2 separate regions of the Rattus norvegicus genome follow, and region 1 is linked to region 2. A link is a contact called in public Hi-C data. All regions are on one chromosome and are shown on one strand. Each heading gives the region's core, a stretch centred on a gene start, on an enhancer-like site or on the middle of the called end of the contact. The rest is flanking DNA. Distances are from core to core; before and after follow the strand shown.

Region 1 (4,367 bases), core at 359-2,858, 78 kb before region 2:
GTGGCCTTGAACTTAAGCACCGTTGCTCAAGGGTTGAAGGAAGGAAAGGGAACACATATTGAGAGATAAATGATCCCAAGATAGTCTAGTGGAAGAGACAAATGGGAGATGCCAATCAGTTACAACCCGGCCTGACAGTTTCGTTAAAGACTCCTGCTTTGCAACGTTAGAGTCAGAGAGAGGAATCCAATTTGCTCAAGATCAGACGACTTTTTCTTTTCTGATAGAGTGCATGTATTTTCTGTTTCTGTTTCTTTGTTTCTTTCTTGTGGGTGTGGAGATCAGACACAGGGCCTTGTACGTCAAGGCAAGCCATCTACCACTGCACTACATCTCCAATGCCTCTCTAGACTCTTGGATTTCTTCCCATTCATTCATTCATTCATTCATTCATTCATTCATTCATTCATTCATTCTCATTTTATTTGATGAGTTATGGACGTTTGCCTGCATGTCCATCTGCACACTGTGCATGCAGTATCCCCAGAAGCCAGTAGAGGGTGTCGGGGCCCCTGGAACTGGAGTAAAAGGTGGTTGTGAGCCAGCATGTGGATGCTGGGAATTGAGCCGGTCTCTGGTAGTACTCTTAACCACTGAGCCATTTCTCCAGCCTCACTTTCTTTTAAATATTTATTTTTATTTATTTATTTATTTTTTGGTTCTTTTTTTCGGAGCTGGGGTATTTTTATTTTTAAACTATGTGACTGTATCTTTGTGTTCACCAGTGCAGCTTCCTAAGGAGACCAGAGGTTTTGGATGCCTCTGCAGCCGGAGTTACAGGCCATTGTGAGTGCCTGATAGTATGCCAGCCATTGGTTTCTGGCCCTCTGGAAGGCAGGAAGCACTCTAAACTTCTGAATCATCTCTCCAGCCCTCCTTTGGATTTCTTTATGTTAATCTCGTTATGTTTGTGTTTAATTGATACTATTAAACAAGATGTTTTCTGTTTTTGGCTTTTTCGAAGACAGCCACATTTAAGGGCTCAACCAGCAGCCAGTTGTGTTAACCTCTCGGATCTTCAGTTTTCTTGTCAGAATCTGGCTATGTTACTCTGTGGGCAGATGTGCGGACTAAGTACAATTACCTATTCACTTGGTCCTTTCCCAAACACACGCCCCCTTCTATTGTTCAGAAGAACAAGATAATGCAACACCTTCCACGAACATTAGCTGCTTCTACCCTCGAAGCTTCAGTGACGCGAAATGTCTGGCCCTAGTACGCTGCAGACCTATTCTAAGGTGTCTGAAGTTGCACAGCATTCTGCCATTTGTTTCCTAACTTGACATAAAACAACTTAACTTATTCTCTCTGCACCGAAGCTGGCTGGCTACGAGGGGACAGAGGCGTACAGGGCGGTTCACTAGCCGGGTTCCGAGAGGTCATCTGTGCACCCCTGCGGGCAGCGCGGCGGGGCCCCTCGCCTGCCTGGCGGGTGTCTCTTTGCGGCTGCTAGGCGTCGGGAGCCGCGCGGGGCTCGGGACTGCCCCAGCGCGCAGCGCTGATTGGCAGAGCGGGCGCCGCCGTCCAGGAAACGGCTCGGGTTTCAGCGGGGGGCGTGACCCGCCCGAGGAGGCTGCGGCGGCGGCGCGGGCGGCGCGGGGAGAGCGCCGGGAGAGGCGAGCGGCGGCGGCGGGCGCAGAGCGGGCGCACGGACGATCGAGCGCGCGGCTGCCAGAGCTCCGGTGCTGAGGCTGCCTGTGTGTCCCTGGCCCGGCGTGGCGACTGCTCTCCGGGCTGGCGGGGGCCGGGCGTGAGCCCCCGGGCCTCAGCGTTCCTGAGCGCTGCGAGTGTTCACCACTCGCCAGCAAAGTTTGGAGTAGGCAACGCCAAGCCCCAGTTCTTTCTTCTGCTGCTGCCCAGATCCGAGGGCAGCTCCGGCGTCATGTCCGCGCTGTTCTGCGATCCCCAGCGCGCGTGAAGCCTCGGAACCTTGGCGCCCGCTTCCACCCAAGGGATCATTCTCTTTTTGGAGTTTTCCTCCGAGCTCATCGCCTGCTCCATCCCGACCCACTCAGGGCTTCGACGCCAACACCGAGCGCAGAGGAGCGCTGCCATTCAAGGTAATCGTCGTACCGAACGCCTTCCGGAGCTTCGCCAGCCGGGAAAGTGGGTTCAGTGGGAGGATGCGAGGCGCAGGATCCCGGGGAGGAGGGCGCGGGTAAAACGATTTGGGGGCGCGCCCTGTCAGTCTCTGGCTGTATTGGTGATGGAGGAGTGGATGAATGCGGATGGCTGGCTTTTGGGGGGGGGTTCTTTCAGCACCTCCATCCAAATGCTGACATCTGTCTCTGCCGCCGGCACCCCTTTCCTGTCAGACTCCGGCGGGCACAGTCCTGCCTACTGGGCGCGTTCCTTTGAGCTCAGAGCCGGCGCGCCGTGGGGCCGCCTGCCAGTGGCACAGCCCATAGGCGGAGGTTCGGGAAGGGCATCTTTGGGGTGCCTGGTTCTTGGATTCTGGAAGCTCCAGCCTGGTACTACACAGACCCTTGGGAGAGGTTCTTTCTTGGGAAGAAACTGCTGGAGTGTGTCAGGCAACATCCCCAAAGGGATGGAGATGCCCGGATGACACCTTTGGGGAGGCAATGGCTTTGGTTCGGGATTCCGGTGCTGGCGGTCCCTCTCTGGTCACAGCGGTTGGCGCAGGAGGGATCGCCGCGCGCCTGGGGCTAGGGGGCGAACTGGACCGACTTTTCCTAGTTCTTCTAGCAGCTCCTACCGCAGCCGCGCCGAGATGTTGAAAGCACAGGCGAGTTCTAACTTGCGCGCTCATTCTTTCAGCGCGGGGGAATCGGCAGAGGGCCCTGCGTGGCGCTGTCTTCCACCGTCGCGGCCAGGGGGCAGGCGCGGGAGGCCAGCTTCAGCTCCGCGCCCCTGCAAACTTCCCAAGACCTTCCTTCCTCAATCCCCCCCACGTCTCCCCCCCCCCCCCAGTTCAATAAAACCTACCCTTAGAAGCAGACTTGCTTTCAAACTCTGGGCACCCATTATGTGTTTGGTGTGAAACGCTATCAACATTTAAAACTCTATTGTCCTTAGCGTCCCAAATCCCTGTAAATCTTCTACCAGCCTGGACTCATTTTCATCTGAAAAGCCTGTTTAGTTTGAATAGAAAAGCAATCAGGCGCCCCTCTCCCTCTCGTTGGAATGTCAATTAAAATGCAGATTTCTCAGAGCTCTTTAGCGCCCCAAGAAGAGGGACAAAACAGGATATTCCAGGCTGACAAATGAAAGAAACGCTACAATGAAATAGGGTGGCGATGTGCACCCCAAGCTGCTCGGAGTACGGCAGTTTATATTTTTGGGATTTCATTGTGTTTAGGACCCCCCTCCTCGCCTCCTCGAACCCATGACAGCTCCCTTCCTTAATTCATCCGGGATCGAGAAGTAAAGGAGCCTTGAGTCAGGTTAGGGGGCCTACATATAGTATTAACCTGGGAGTGTTGACTTCTCCCATGAGAAATCCACTTGGGAACAAAATGTCAATTGCACAGTCCACTGAGGTATCCTGGAACTACCCTTTAAGGTAGCAACACACCCCTCCTTGCCCCCCCCCAACTCCCTCCAGGCTGGCCTTAAATTAACCTTGCGAGATGGGGAAGAGTGTGTGTAAACGTGTACAACACTGCGCAAGCTCGCCAGCCCTTTCTGCTGGTCACTTTGCCTGTCTTTGGAGGCAGACGTGTGTGGAGATGACCCCAAGGGGCGGGTGGCCGTGAAGAACCATCCGTCAGAGCGAGGGTGAGGACTCCTCCCTCTAGGCTGAGAAGAGAGTCCCCTTTCAGGGGGAAAAAATAAACACGCTGGGGCTTTCTCTGGGGCTCAGCCTCCAGGAAGGATTATGGTATTGAAGGCAGGAAGCTGGGATTGTGGCCGCCAGCAGCATGCTGGGCCTGTGTTCCCAACACGGAGCCTTGGGACCTAATTATCCTGCCTAGGAGGTCGCTCAGCACTTTTGTCCACTCCGGTGAGGAGCTGCGCAGACCTGCTGCCTTCACTTCTCGCCTTACAGAGGTTTGAGGAGGGGGCTGCCGTGGGACTGGGCCTTCGAAGAACCAACGTTCAAATTGAGTCAGCCTGGGGCACTGGCCATCTTCCACATTCCGCTGGAACTGAGGCACTCCTGGGTAGTGACTAGTAGGGAAGGTGGCCTGAGCACCCTGCTGCAGGACCTACTAGAGTCTGAGATTGTAAAGTTGCTAGAGAGGCGGAGGATTGACCTGCATTCTGAAAGCTCTTAGTAAATCAATGAGAAGGCTTGTGTAGTCTCCTTGACAGGTATGTAGACATAGACAGTGAAATATCTTTTTGGGACTCTTGGCTTTAAAAAGAAAGAAGACTTGGGAAACAAAAATCCTTCAAGGTGTCTA
Region 2 (3,905 bases), core at 724-3,223:
GACAGGTTGACTTTCTGAGGAGAGGCGAGTGAAGAGAAAGCCAGTCACACTTTACAGCCCCAGAGGGGATTTTAAAAGTATAGTAAAAACGCATGGAGGTAAAATTAAGATATACCTCTGTAGACAGGGAGAGCATTTTCTATATGTTCAGATACTTGGCGTATTCTCTTACCCTTTCTCTCTCTGGGTGTTTTTCACAAAGGTATTTTCCAGACTTGTACGTTGAACCTGAGTCTGCACTTTATATTGAGCAACATTCCCACACATAAAGGCAGTTTGATATTTTAATAGCAATGGCCGCCATGAATACTGTCAGGGTTTTTGTTTTTCTTTCTTTCATATTATTTTAGTTTTCTTCTTCTCCTGTTTCCCCATTTTGAAAATGTTCACATTAAAACCTTGTGGAGGTGCTCCGTTGCGGGGTGAGTATGTGTTTGGTAAACTCGTACCTCAGGCCTATGGTATGCATTCTGTTTGGGTCAAAGGTTCTCCACAGAGCAGTTAATGTCAGACTCGATGGTAAATCTCTCTGATTTGAGGCAGCCCCTAAGTCATATTCACCAGCAGGACTTTGCTACCCTACAGTTTTCCTTCCTCTCCCCTAATTCCTACATTTAAAAGGATAGTTTTTTCTTGCTCACTGGAGCTCCAGGCCATCCAGGCTGGCAGTTTAGGGTCCCATCTTGCAAATCAGACACACAATTAAGGTGTATACCATCTAACATCAGAACAAACCCACCCAGTAGAGCAGTCTGGTGAGCTATGACTGCCCCAGCTCAGCAGAAAGCACTTAATGCTGTTTTCATTCTGTCCTCCTAACTCTGTGAGCTGTAGTCGAGTCCTCTTGAGACTCACAGGTAGTGTGCTTTATAACGGAGATGTAGACCCAGGAATCTGACCTTGACCTCACAGTGCCACTGGTCAGGCTGTAGCCTGCCACACGTAGGGCATCTTGGCCTTAGACAGTCATGTTGAAGGATGTGGAAACATCACAAAACAACCTGGGGGGACGGGAGAGAAGTGCAAACAGGGGTCTTGCTAGTTTCTAACTGACGTCTGTATATTTCAAGCCTGTGCCTTCTTCCCCTGGGTTCATATTTATTTAATTCCGAATGATATTTTGACTAAAGAAAGAACTTCTACTAAAACACAAAAGAAACACAAGGCCAGGGTAATAAAATCTAAATGGTGTAGAAAGTTCTAGAATAAGACTGTTTTCCTACCTTGCTCCCTATTCTTGATCTCTCTCTCTCTCTCTCTCTCTCTCTCTCTCTCTCTCTCTCTCTCTCTCTCTCTCTCTCTCCCCCTCCTTCCCTCCCTCCTAAGGTGACCACTGCTAAATCCTTAGATATCTTTCCAGAAAACATTTCCTGCCTTGCTTCCCAATTCTTGATCTCTCTCCCCAAAGGTTAAAATCCTTAGAAATCATTCCAGAAAATGCCTGTGGTTACAACCCATCCTGTAAGCCTCCATGGGTGAGTACTGACTCCCAGGGACAAGCCACAGAGGCTTCGATGTGCCACTAGCTTTGGGCCATTCTCGTCATTCAGAACTGTGGTCTCCTGAGATTTCCCGATTAGTGTCCCCTCCTCACTGTCTTAGCACACAGTGGCCCCTAACACTTAAGCTTGGAACTTTAGGGTCCAGGGATGCAGAACAAGTTGACAGCCCTATAAAGAACATCCTGGCTGCTCACAGCCTCTGCTGGCTCTTGGCTCTCAGGCAGGAGCCTGGGTTGTCTCATTACTGGGTTGACTTTTACTAGTTTGGCTGTAGCCTCTTGCCTCTGACCCTCCGGTGTGGATTTTTACTATATTTCTACCAGGTGATGATGTTCGCCCATTTGTAAGGAAGGACTTCCAGAAAGATCTTAAATTTAAAAAAAAATTACATGCCTTTTGCAAGCATAACTTATGACCCTGATTCAGAATGAGTCAGGCGGGTGTCTCCGGGGAAGCACTATGGACCAGTCCCATTCCAGAATCTTCTGAGTCCCTTCTCTGTGGATGAAGCTCACAGTGCTTTTGTGGGCAGTAGAAAGTGGACATCTCGATGTTGTCAGGAGGCTCCTGGTTTCTGACGCAGCCTGCTCATCACAGCTAGGCTGGACACCATGTAGACAGTGGAAAGGGCTTGGGAGTCATCTTTTGTTTTGCTGGAGTGGAGCTCCTGTTCTGGACCACGGGAGTAGGGAACAGAGGGAGTGGCTTCTAGAGGCACTCACACGTTTCCTGGCCCGTCTTCCCTTGCTTGCTTCTGGATTTTCCATAGAGATTGGGATCCTTGAGTGCATGGCTCTCTAATGCAAAATTATCAGGTTCCTTCCCTTTTTTTTTTTCCAAAAAAAAAAGCATCAATTTTTGTTGTGGCAAAATGAGTAAATGTCCTGTCCCATAGTAGAATTTGAATATAGCTTCTCCTTGAGGGTTGGTGAGATGGTTCAATGGGCAAAGACCAAGCCCCGTAGTCTGTGTTCAATCCTCAGAACCTACGTGGTAGAAAAAGAGAACAGATCCTCAGAAGTTGTCCTTTGATATGCATACAAACACATGCACACAGATACATATTTTTCATTTAAGAAGAAAATCATCTTTCCCCTTCCCAAAAGATACTTAGAGGGTTCAGACATATCCCTGTGTCTATTTTAAATGATAATATTTCATATCAAAATTTACTTATTAATCTTAAAATTTCTTTGTGGGGTTTTTTTTTTTTTGAGGGGGATAGGGTCCCTGGGATTGAACTCACTAGGTAGCCAAGAATAACCTTGTACATCACTGACTTTAATACTGCAAACACTTTTCCTCAATTCCATTAAGGGTAGTTGGGTTTACAAAGAGCAGAAGGGCTGGCCAATGGGACAGTCCTTGGGTTCCTCGGATTCTTATCTAGGATCACCTGTGAAAGTTCCTTTGGCTTCATCTTTGCTAGCTGGATTGAGAAGGAGTTTGTATACTCAACGGGGGATTGTCATCCGTGAGGGAGCTGGAAGCGAGGGGGCCCTGGTGTGCTGCCTGGGTGGCTCTTGTCTAACCTCACACTCCTTGTGTCCTGGACCAAAGCCTCAGTTGTGGTCTGAGGTGAAAACACTATCCAGTAGCCAACAATCACACCAAGATTGTGTGGCCATACACAGGCACGGCCTTCGTGTGGGCTCTGCGTGTATTTTCTTTCTTAGAAACCAGCTAAGGAGAGGCAGACACTGGGTCTGACATAGACTAATATACATCAAGGTAAATGAGAAAACTTGGTGAAGCCTTGTGTGGTCGGGCGTTGGGAGAGGATCCTTCCTGTGTGGTTCTGAGTCAAAGTGTCTTTTCCTCAACCCTTGGTCTCATGCATTCATTGCCCTGCTTTCTGAAGCTTCAGTGACAAGAGCCAGCCTGTTCTCACTAAATGGGCTGGGCATCATCAAGGTTCAGAAGGACTCCTGGAGGAGATGGAGAATAACCTCCCAATGACTACGACTCAGTTTTCCTTGAATGAGAAAGCTTTGAGTTAGCAGGATGCCTTTCCCTGTGTCTTAGTTAGGGTTTTATTGCTGTGAAGAGTTATCACGACCTATGCAACTCTTATCAAGGCAAACGTTTAACCGGGGCTGGCTTACAGTTTCAGAGGTTTAGTTCCTTATCATCATGGCGGGAAACATGGCCGCTTCCAGGCAGACATGGTGGTGGAGAAGGAACTGAGAGTTCTGCATCTTGATCCACAGGCAGCAGAAGGGGATTGTGTGCTACACTGGATGGAGTTTGAGTAAAGGAAGCCTGAAAGCCCACCCCCCACAGGGATAAACTTCCTCCAACAAGGCCAAGTGTCCCCTAACAAGGCCACACCTCCTGATAGTGCCCCTCCCTATGGGCCAAGTATTCGAACCACCACACCATGCGTACCCTACAGCGCTTTCC

What was found. Hi-C and Micro-C count contacts between places; a contact is called where the count stands out from the background.
Region 1: a contact with region 2 is called in a Hi-C map of the A7r5 cell line, with 2.3 times the contacts expected there. The contact joins the promoter of Fgfr2 here to the enhancer-like site in region 2. A contact is called at or near these places in 4 of 12 Hi-C or Micro-C datasets (the A7r5 cell line, hepatocytes and liver).

The regions. Positions count from the first base shown.
Region 1 is chr1:194,278,155-194,282,521 of GRCr8, reverse strand. Fgfr2 (fibroblast growth factor receptor 2) reads left to right here and starts at 1,608. Exons shown (of 18, transcript NM_001109892.1): 1 at 1,608-2,060.
Region 2 is chr1:194,200,574-194,204,478 of GRCr8, reverse strand. The region is part of intron 9 of Fgfr2 (fibroblast growth factor receptor 2); the gene reads left to right. Among named protein-coding and RNA genes, the nearest start is that of Fgfr2, 78 kb to the left of the region's middle. Within about 2 kb of position 1,973, at least 3 of the 93 cell types and tissues checked have an H3K27ac peak or open chromatin away from gene starts, as enhancers often do. A contact at or near this core is called in the A7r5 cell line, where this site is marked.